2 separate regions of the Anser cygnoides genome follow, and region 1 is linked to region 2. Evidence: chromatin contacts called from public Hi-C data. All regions are on one chromosome and are shown on one strand. Each heading gives the region's core, a stretch centred on a gene start, on an enhancer-like site or on the middle of the called end of the contact. The rest is flanking DNA. Distances are from core to core; before and after follow the strand shown. Region 1 holds the start of LOC106047511. Region 2 overlaps LOC106047520 (Krueppel-like factor 5).

Evidence for each region. Hi-C and Micro-C count contacts between places; a contact is called where the count stands out from the background.
Region 1: a Hi-C map of liver shows a contact between it and region 2, with 3 times the contacts expected there. The contact joins the promoter of LOC106047511 here to the enhancer-like site in region 2. A contact is called at or near these places in 4 of 7 Hi-C or Micro-C datasets (granulosa cells and liver).

Annotation. Positions count from the first base shown.
Region 1 is chr13:6,101,228-6,105,977 of Taihu_goose_T2T_genome, reverse strand. LOC106047511 reads left to right here and starts at 3,133. Exons shown (of 4, transcript XM_048070750.2): 1 at 3,133-3,366. The coding sequence starts at 3,220. LOC106047512 (centrin-2) reads left to right here. Exons shown (of 5, transcript XM_067005213.1): 4 at 118-255; 5 at 1,079-2,385. The coding sequence ends at 1,168.
Region 2 is chr13:5,940,645-5,945,224 of Taihu_goose_T2T_genome, reverse strand. LOC106047520 (Krueppel-like factor 5) reads right to left here. Exons shown (of 5, transcript XM_048070710.2): 5 at 247-3,406. The coding sequence ends at 3,228. Among named protein-coding and RNA genes, the nearest start is that of KLF8, 28 kb to the right of the region's middle. Within about 2 kb of position 3,289, at least 2 of the 3 cell types and tissues checked have open chromatin away from gene starts, as enhancers often do. A contact at or near this core is called in liver, where this site is marked.

The DNA of each region.
Region 1 (4,750 bases), core at 1,884-4,383, 160 kb before region 2:
AAGAGAGTTTCTCAGTCTTTCTAATGCTTGTATTTTATAACTGCCATCTTTATTTTGGGTATCATGTATGACATAAACAGTGCTTTTTTTCTTTAAACTTATGCTTCCTTTTCTAAGGCTGAAAAAGATTCCAAAGAGGAGATTCTCAAAGCTTTCAAACTCTTTGATGATGATGAAACTGGCAAAATATCTTTCAAAAACCTCAAACGTGTAGCCAAAGAGCTGGGCGAAAATCTCACAGATGAAGAGCTGCAGGTTTGTACCTGGTGTATGAAACCATATAATACACAAACACTCACTGGCAGCTTTTGTGGAAGATTTACAGGTCCAGATTGTGTTTTGTCTGTTGAATATGAAGGCAGTCAGAGAATGTTTGTGTATTACTTTGTTTCATGTTTGCATTAATTTAAAATTTAGGTGAATGGTCATAGTCTAGTTCTCCTGTTTGGAAGATGCTCGAGCATCTCTCTGGCCTGCTAAGCACCAGAGCTAGTGAGAATAGGGAATGGGACTCTGTCTCAGTGGGGAAGGAAGCCATTTAGGGTCAGTAAGTTTTTAGGTAAAGGCAGCAGTCTTTCAGTTTTAGGTGCTGACCTAGCATCCCGTGGGATCTTTACTTTTAAGCTATCATGGGTAGTCTAAGCTGTTTCTTTATTGAAAGAAATGGAAAAGCTTCTATCAGTTTGGGATTGGGAAATAGATTCTGAGGCCAAAGGTGGATTAAGCACATGTGGTTCCTTAAATTGTTTCACAGTAACTGTCACTGTGTCAGTAGAATTCCACTTTTATGGAGTTGAGGTGGTATAAAAGGAACAACTCTGCTCTGAGCATTTGGTTTCTTCCAGCATCGCTCCTCTAATACAGCATAACTCTATACACATTTATATATAAATATCAATTTGTGTAAAAATATTGTTATCTAGTTTAAAAAATATTTTGTAGCACGTGAAGTCTGATATTGAACTAACACTGTCCTTTCCAATACTATTTACTAAGAGTGGCTCTAATTCTGAATTAACCTAATAATTGTGATCCTACTCTAATCTGCATCTAATTTCAGAATACAAATATATTTCAGGAAATGATTGATGAAGCTGATAGAGATGGGGATGGGGAAGTGAACGAGCAAGAATTCTTGAGGATCATGAAGAAGACCAGCCTTTACTGAAACTGAATTTTATGTATTTTTGCACATGTGTGTATATGTTTGGTAGGTGCCTCATTTTTTTTTTTCCAGCCTTTTATTTCTTTTGAGAGACCAAAAAAGTTGGGTCAATACTTTCTTGTAAGTGGATGGTCTTAAACTTATATTTGTGAACAGTTACCAACTGCTAATCTGTTTACATGTCGCAACGTAGTTGCTTGTTTGTGCTCCTGAGATGTTTACACTGTTCATTTTTGATACACAAATCACATTTTTCAGTGATAGTATTCAGTTCCTTATCTGACTAAAAACCACGTGTCAAATGATTTATTTGGTACAGAGAAGACTCGAAACCAGAAAGTGTAAAGCTGTATTTAGCAGCAGTTGAAGTTTCTGGTTTAATGCCTTGGTTTAGGCCCAGTTACAGTGAGCTCTTTATATGACACATTGATGGGGATCGGCTTTTTTTTACTTTGTTTTATGGTGATTATTCCCTCCCCCTTTTTTAGAATGCCCTTTAAACTGAAAAAGTAAGTAAATAGACTGCTGCAACTTAACTTACTGCTATTCAGTTCACATATTTAAAAAAATCTTTTTGCAAAAGAGGAATGTTACCAATGCTGATGATCTGTATGTTTACAGGAATATTCAGTGGCTGCAAATATAAGATTTTCCTTAAAATAAAGTGTCTTATTTTAAGCCATCAGAGTTGTGGAAAGAAATATACAAAGACACAACTTCACTGGTACAACATTCACTCTGATGTATGGGCAAATAACAAAATGATTCTTAAAGGTACTCAAGGAGTTTCAACTTCTAAGTCTTCAGAAGGGCCCTAGTTACTGAACACTTGTCTACAGAGACAAACTACGCTCTGTTCTGGCTTTGAAGTGGCATCTAAGGTAAGAGCATAATTAAAGGATGGCTCCTGCCTTGTGTTGGAAGAAAACAAGCTCCCATGCCCTTCTGCTACTTCTGTTTGTTAAAGATACCAGTAATTTCTCTGGTGCCTTTCGTCCTCACTCTCAGACGAGGGAAGGATGGATTCCTCCTCTGTAGAAATATGAATATCTTTCTGACTCAAAATCCAATTTATTCCTTTGCTTTTCAGTCAGCGTTCCTTTGCTTTTCTGCCCTTTTCCAAGTGCTGAACATTCAGCTTACCTCCACAGTTCATAAATGTGGGGGGAAAAAAAATCTAAGGCTGAACTCAGCATGAAAATAAATGATAATTGAATTTGGCTTATATCGTGTTGGTTTCCTTTTTGGCCTTTATCTGTCATTTAAAAAAATGGTTTATACTGGACAAAGGGAGGGGATTCTTGCTGTCTCATGTCCCCCGTGTGGTGAAGAATAAGACATACACATGAAAACATGAATGATAAGTGGGACATCAAAAGCTCTGATAATTTAATTTATCAGCCGAGGTCAGTTTATCATCAAGGCCGATGCTGCTTTCTGTGCATTTTTTTAGTCCTTTATCCAATCTACCTCAATCTCTCAGTGACCTTCTGTTGCTGCTGCAACGATTTATGGTTTTGTTAAATCCTGAAAGCAGAAACCTGCCTCCTCACCTTAAACTCATTTATTTTACCTAACAGCTGCAGCTCAATATACAGTTCAGTGCTGATGGTTGTGCTGTAATGCTTCTCCTCCAAAAAAGCAGATGTGGGTCATTTTCTGTCAGCATTTGCGCTTGCCTTGCCCCAAAGCTTCAGCTCTCCAGGCAGGGTAGGGGCAGTGCTGTTTTGAAGGCCTCGCTACACCTGAATTTTATGCACAGGACACTAATGGGGATTTCAGACCAATTTCGTTGCTGACAACCATGAAAGGATTTTGTGTGTTTGTAGGAGCAAACCTCGGGAACGGGGTGAGCGTTTCAAACAAATCATGAGAACCAAGGAGCGCCCGTTTGGGTGTTTGTGGGAGTAAACCTGGGGCACAGGGTGAGCATTTGAAACAAATCTCAAAAACCGAGGGGCGCCCATCCTGCGCCCCACAGCTGAGAAGCGCGGTTCCCATGGCGCCGGGCGGGGCCTGCCCTCAGAAGGCCTCAGGGGGCCGGGGGTCCCTCCATGGCGCCCGGGGAGGCAGCGGCTGGGAGCGGGGCTGCCCCAGGCCCCGCGTTCCCCCTCAGCGACCAGCAGCGGCTGCAGCTGCGGGAGGCCTTCGACTTGTTCGATGCGGACGGCTCGGGGCAGATGGACGTCAGGGGCCTGAAGGCAAGGGGCTGGGGGAGACGGGGCGCGGGCAGGGAAGGCTGGCGGCTCCTCCCCGCGGTGCCTCTGCCCCGAGCCTTAGAACCCATATCACAAAGGGAAAGTGATCGTTACTGTGGTCATACTGTGCCTGCAGCGGGAGTTCATACCAGGATGCAGAGCCTGTCAGCTGCTGACTGAACTCAGTCCAAACCAGTGAGGGTTTGTGTGTGCCTGATCCTGGCTTTCTTCCCTTCCCCACCAAGTCAGGGAGGAACATCAATTTGCTATTGGACACGCAAGGAAAGGTCTCTTAACATCCCAACACGCCCTGCCCTCCAACAGCCCTTACAAGGGACGCCAAACATCTTGTGTAGCTGAAGGGCGTTCGGTCTGCTGCTCTCAGGGATGTGTTTGCAGTCCGAGCAACCTGGATCGGCAGCCTGGGTCCCCTCTGGCTGGGAGGAATGACACGCTTGCTTTGTGACCGAGCTTGCACTTGGAACTTGAATTACAGTAGTCAAACAAAAATGACAGGCGGTAAACAGAACTGTTGCAAATAGGGCTAATCATTTACAAGCTCCACCTGTTGTGGAGCTGTTACAGAGCAATTAGTGTTTGCCACCTATTGCTTTTGGACCGCTTACTGTGCTCTCAGACATTGCTGCTGGAGCTCGGGTTTGTCACGCAGCCAGCAGTGAAGTAAGCGTTGTGCCAACGCTTCAGCCAGGTATTCTTAGGAGGGACCGAAGCCTTCCTTTTCCTTGGCCCTCGCCTGCGGCTCTTCCCTGCTAATTTTCCACAACCTCGTAGTACTGACATTAGACAGCTACAGAACACTGTTCTCTAGGGACACAACAGTGGATGAATAGCTTGCTCTGTGTTCTCTACGCCCCTCTCCTGCTCTGCCCCTCACATACCTTGCGCACAGCTCCTTCCTTCTCACATGGAGAAGGGAGTTGACCCAGCTTGTGTCTGCACAGAGGTGCTGAAAGCTGGGTTAGTTAGCACAGATCCTGCCCGCTTCTTTTTGTTGCTGTGTCTGCCCTATGCACAGTTGTCAGAGCAAACTGTGGAAGCAGAGAGGGAATTGCATAGGAAAAGTGTTCCAGGTTAAGAATAACCATAATATAAATATATACATATATATTCATATGTAAGTAAGTATATATTAATTTGGCACTGTTGCAGTGGAGGGGAATGCAGTGCTTAGTGGCAGGGGAGCAAAAAGGAGATGATGGAAGTGGTGGAGGGTGTTCATGCAGCAAGCAGGAATTGCTATCAGAGACTGTGCCTTGAAAAGTCACAACCTGAATCTGTAAGAGTTGAGATAACCTTCACATTCCAAGGAGGGTTATTTTCAGTAGGCTGATTTAAGCAACTCCTTTTTCTGTTTGGCTTGATAAAT
Region 2 (4,580 bases), core at 2,040-4,539:
TCAGCATTCCTCCAAATTGTCAGCCTCAGCCACGTAATGGCACTCACTGCGTTGCCTGGTGCTGTGGGTTAATGCCACGCACTGATCCTGCCCCGCTCGGTTACCTTCTTGCTTAACCCAGCCTAACAAAAAGCTTTTCTCCTTTTATTAAGCCCATAAAATCAACACATGCATGCACGGGCAGCAGCAGGCAAAGGTAACAAGAGCATTTGCAACGGGAGGGAAGAGAGAAGAGAGACAACGTCGCCATGTGATAAAATTTTATTACAAAATATTAGATAGATTAAAAGTTGTAGGGGAGTTTCGGAGTTGGGGGGCTGTGTAACAAACAAAAAACATCACCGGAAAAATAAACCTTCTACCCAAGTTTTCCAGGTCCCAAACATTTTTTCTCGCTGTGCTCATCTCGGGCAGTGAACGATCAAGTCCAGCCCGCACAGCCCCGCCAAGCGATGCAGTGCTTTCCTATTTACAGCCTTTTTCTGCTATGATACAAGCGCCTCCCGGCTGCCAAAAGCCAGGTTTGTTCTGCACAAAGCATGGAAACGTCACAGGAGAAGACCCCCGGGGTCACAAACCTTCCCCAGTGCCACCTGCGTGCCCTCCCTCCATACCCCTCCCACCTGCCCCAGCTTCTGGGGCTCACGGGCAGCACCAAATGCATGGTTGGAGGCAGAAATAGGGGAATAGAAGCCGAGGCATTGCTGTGGAGTCTTTTTTTGTTGTTAAGTGTTGTCTTTGCGCTAGTAAAACATTTGCATGGAAGCATTTTGCATGCGGACCAGAGGTGCAGAGCTGCGCAGGGGTGGGGTTTTAGTTAAGACACTTCTTCCCCTGCCATCCCCCCATCAAAATAATCTCAAATACAACAAATATATATATATGTATATCTATGTGAGGATGAGCAGGTGCATTTTTTTCTGTAGTTAAAAAATAAAAAATAAAAGGACAGGATCATCAGGAAAATTATTCCAAATTCCCCTAAGACTTAAAGCTGCCTGTTGCTTGGTTTGGCTTTTGCTCTTTGCCAGCAAATGGGTTTTGTGCCCCAAGAACTGGAAGTGGCGGTGGCTGCAGGTTTCTCTCCCCAAAATAAAAGGGGAGGCAATGAAACCCCTCTGGGAGGGCACATGAGGTGACTGGGTCGACCCCATGCCCTGCCGTTGGGATCATCCTGCTGGGAGGTTCAGCCTCGCCTGGAGGCTGGCGGTCACAGCGCGCAGCAGGGGGATGAGGACAGGACTGGACGGGTGCCGGCAGCGGGGTGGGTGCTGGCAGGTCCCAGCACAGCGGTGTTGGGTTCCCACCAGCCCCACCGAGCCTGCAGACACCGGCAGCGGCTGGCTGGGGCATCTCCTGCACTACCCTGGATTCCTTTGTGGTGAGCTCAACCCACCTGAGAAAGGAGAAACACGGCCGTGTTTGCGCCGGAGGGGGGTTTCCATAGGCAAGGACTTCCCCCTCCACCCTGACCCTGCTCTGTGGGTCTCCAAATAGAAGCTAGAGGGGAAAACAGTGCTCCTCCCAGACCCCAGTGCAGGCAGAGACCCCACAGCCTACAAGGTGGAGAGGGGACGAGCCCGTTCCCAGCCTCAGCACCGAGGTCTGGGAAGCCTTCTCCACTCACTGACATGGCAAGTCACCCGCCAATTCAGTGCGTCGGGGTGCGCTTCACCCCTCCATCCCTACCTGCTGGGTACCACGGGACGGGAGGAGGATGAAGCTGTGTTCACACAAAGACCTCACCACTGCCAGTCCTGGCCACATCATCCCAAAAGCTGCAACCTCTTCCTCCTGGCACGGCAGACCAGCTGCGTGCGCCGCAGGTGGGACCAGCTTCATTCATCGAAAGCAAAGGGCCACCAGGAACCCGGCCGCGGATTTTGGCTAACCTGCAGCTGGGGCCCTTTCCTTCACATTTCCACTGCCTGAAGATGCTGCGGTTTGGTTCCTGGCAAGGAGGCACATCCATCCACACGTCCCTTCAATTTGTTCACGGAAGAACAAAAGACGAGCTGGGGGGGGGGGTGGAAATCAATATTCTGTTGAACACACCGGGCCCATTTATTTGTTCCTGATTTATTTATTACCTCCATGGCTGCTGGTTAAACTGGCATGGCCTGGTCCTTGTTCTGCCCATGCTTCACCCCTGGTAGGCTTTGAAGAGGAGCTGATGTGCCCCATGCATCACAGCACCCAAGGAAGAGGAGGACGGTGCCTTGCAGAGCCCGGGGCAGGGAGCCGGTGAGGTAGGTAACACGACCACAGTCTGAACAGCAGGATTTATTGGAATTTGTTTCAAAGACTCTTGGGTTTTTTTTTTTCCTCTTCCCTTTCTGTCTGAACTTGGTGAAACGGTGACAGCGCGCAATCGGCGTGATTGGCAACAACTGGGTCTTCGTGTGCGTGGTCAAGGCAGGGGCAGAACCTGCCTGCTGGAGAAAAGGCACGGCATGTTCCGGGAAGCCAGGGCTTACGGGTGGGTTTTCTGCTCCAAGACCCACCCTGGTCCTCCCAGAGTCCCCTGGAGTCACATTTCATGTTGGAAGTGGAAATGCTAAGGACACAACCAGAAAACCTGGCCGAGCAGGGCAGACACTCACAGCCCCAAGCGAGCTGGTAGCCAGCAAACCACACGTGGGTTCGAAGGGACAGAGCTTTTGTCACCCACTTCTGCGCCGTCCCTTGCTTGAAGGCACGTCAGGTCAGTACTTCATACTTTCTTCCATGCCCCCAGAGACACTGGGGTTGTCAACCCAAGCAGCCCTGGGCCACTGCACGTCACCAGTGCCATCCACAGCCATGACATGGGGCAGTCCAAGAGGGTGTCACCAATGGTGGCACCTCCCAGGCCCACCAGCCCATCCCAGCCCTCCTCGGGCTCCCCAGAGGCACTACCCAAGAGGGGTAAAATGTCCCCACGAGCTCGAGACGCGAAGGACAGCTGCTCCCAAATGACAAATAAATAGCAGGTTTGCTGGAAGAAAGCCCTTTGCCATCCAAGGCCCATCGCCCCAGTGCTGCAGGGAGCCTCATTGCAAGATCAGTCTAATTATCATTCTTTTTAATGAGATTTCTTTTAAAACCAGGAACAGCGGGGACAGGGCTTGCCCGCTGCCATGCCGGTTGATCACAGCGTGGGGTTGTTCCTATGTACAAGTGGAGGAGAGGTCCCCTCGGAGAAGAGTCCCCAGCTGCTCTCGGAGACGTGGCGATGGAGGTGGCCCCTAGTTCTGGTGCCGCTTCATGTGGAGGGCCAGGTGGTCGGAGCGGGAGAAGCACCGGCCGCAGGCCATGCACTTGAAGGGTTTGGCACCCGTGTGCTTGCGGTAGTGCCGGGTCAGCTCGTCAGAGCGGGCGAAGCGCCAGTCGCAGCCTTCCCAGGTGCACTTGTAGGGCTTCTCGCCTGCGGGGAAGAGACACAGGTCACCGGGCACCCATGGGGGACACCACAGCCACCCACCCACCCTGCGCCCATCCCCTGCCCCATGCTGGTGCTCTGCACTACCAAGGGGCACTGCCACAGGAGGCCCTCTTTGAGGGCATTTTGGCATAAAAATCTCCCAGAGCTCTTTTTTTTTTTTTTTTTTCAGCCTAAAAAGCCCCAGATGGCTCTTTTCGCCGTTGATATGGGATCAGGGTGCATCAAGAGGAAAAAGGGGCTCCCGGGAGCCTCGCATCTCCCTGCAGCCGCCTCCCTGCCCTGCGGCAGCTGGCTGCAGGCAGGACATTGTGTTTGCACGACATCACCATGATCGGGCTGATGTCATGCCTCCTCCCCGCACACCTATTCCCCAGCAGAACAAAATCAATGGAATTGTGCAACCCCTCCGCCAGCTGGGAACCGGGCTGGAGAAGCCCATGCCCGCCTGCAGCTCCCAGCCGCCGCGCTGAACCCTGGCTGCAGCCCTCTCCCTGCCTGGGTGTGGTGCTCTCAAATATTAGCCCTCGCTCTTAACAGCCTGAACAAGCAGGCAGAGTTCAGGGAATGTGCTGACTTTCCCGACCTCAAATATTTACCGTTTCATCGGCCAATTGCTGAGCGCACCATCGCGGCATGAAGGCACGTACGCACGCAGCATGCATGCACCGGCATGTGCGCGGTGCTCCGGCACGCTCACGGCTGAGCGGCCGTTCCTGCCCCCGCCCCGCCGCCAGACAGGCTGTGGATTTGGCCGGGAAACAGAAAACACACGGCCAGGGCAAGAGCAGCGGCATCCGGCACGCACCAGAGGAAACACTGCAAGGTCGGAAGTGCAGCCGCGGACCTGGAGGAGATGGGGCACCGAGACCGCATCCTGCTCCCCAAAATGCTGTGTGCCGTGGGGCAAAAAGCACTGCGGTTTTATGTCAGGGGGGTAACTGCAGTGCTTGCAGTTGTATCTAATGGCAGGCTGGGGGGCGAGGGGGCTGCCGGCAATTGTGCCGGCGTGCTAAGGCGAAGGTGGGATTTGCTCTGTGCAGCCACATTGTCCCAGCCAGGTGACCCGGCTGGGTCAGCCCCACCAAGGCCCTTTAGCTTCAAACAATAACAGGTTGAGCTCCAGGACGGAGGGAAAATGCTTTCCATTGTCCCGCGA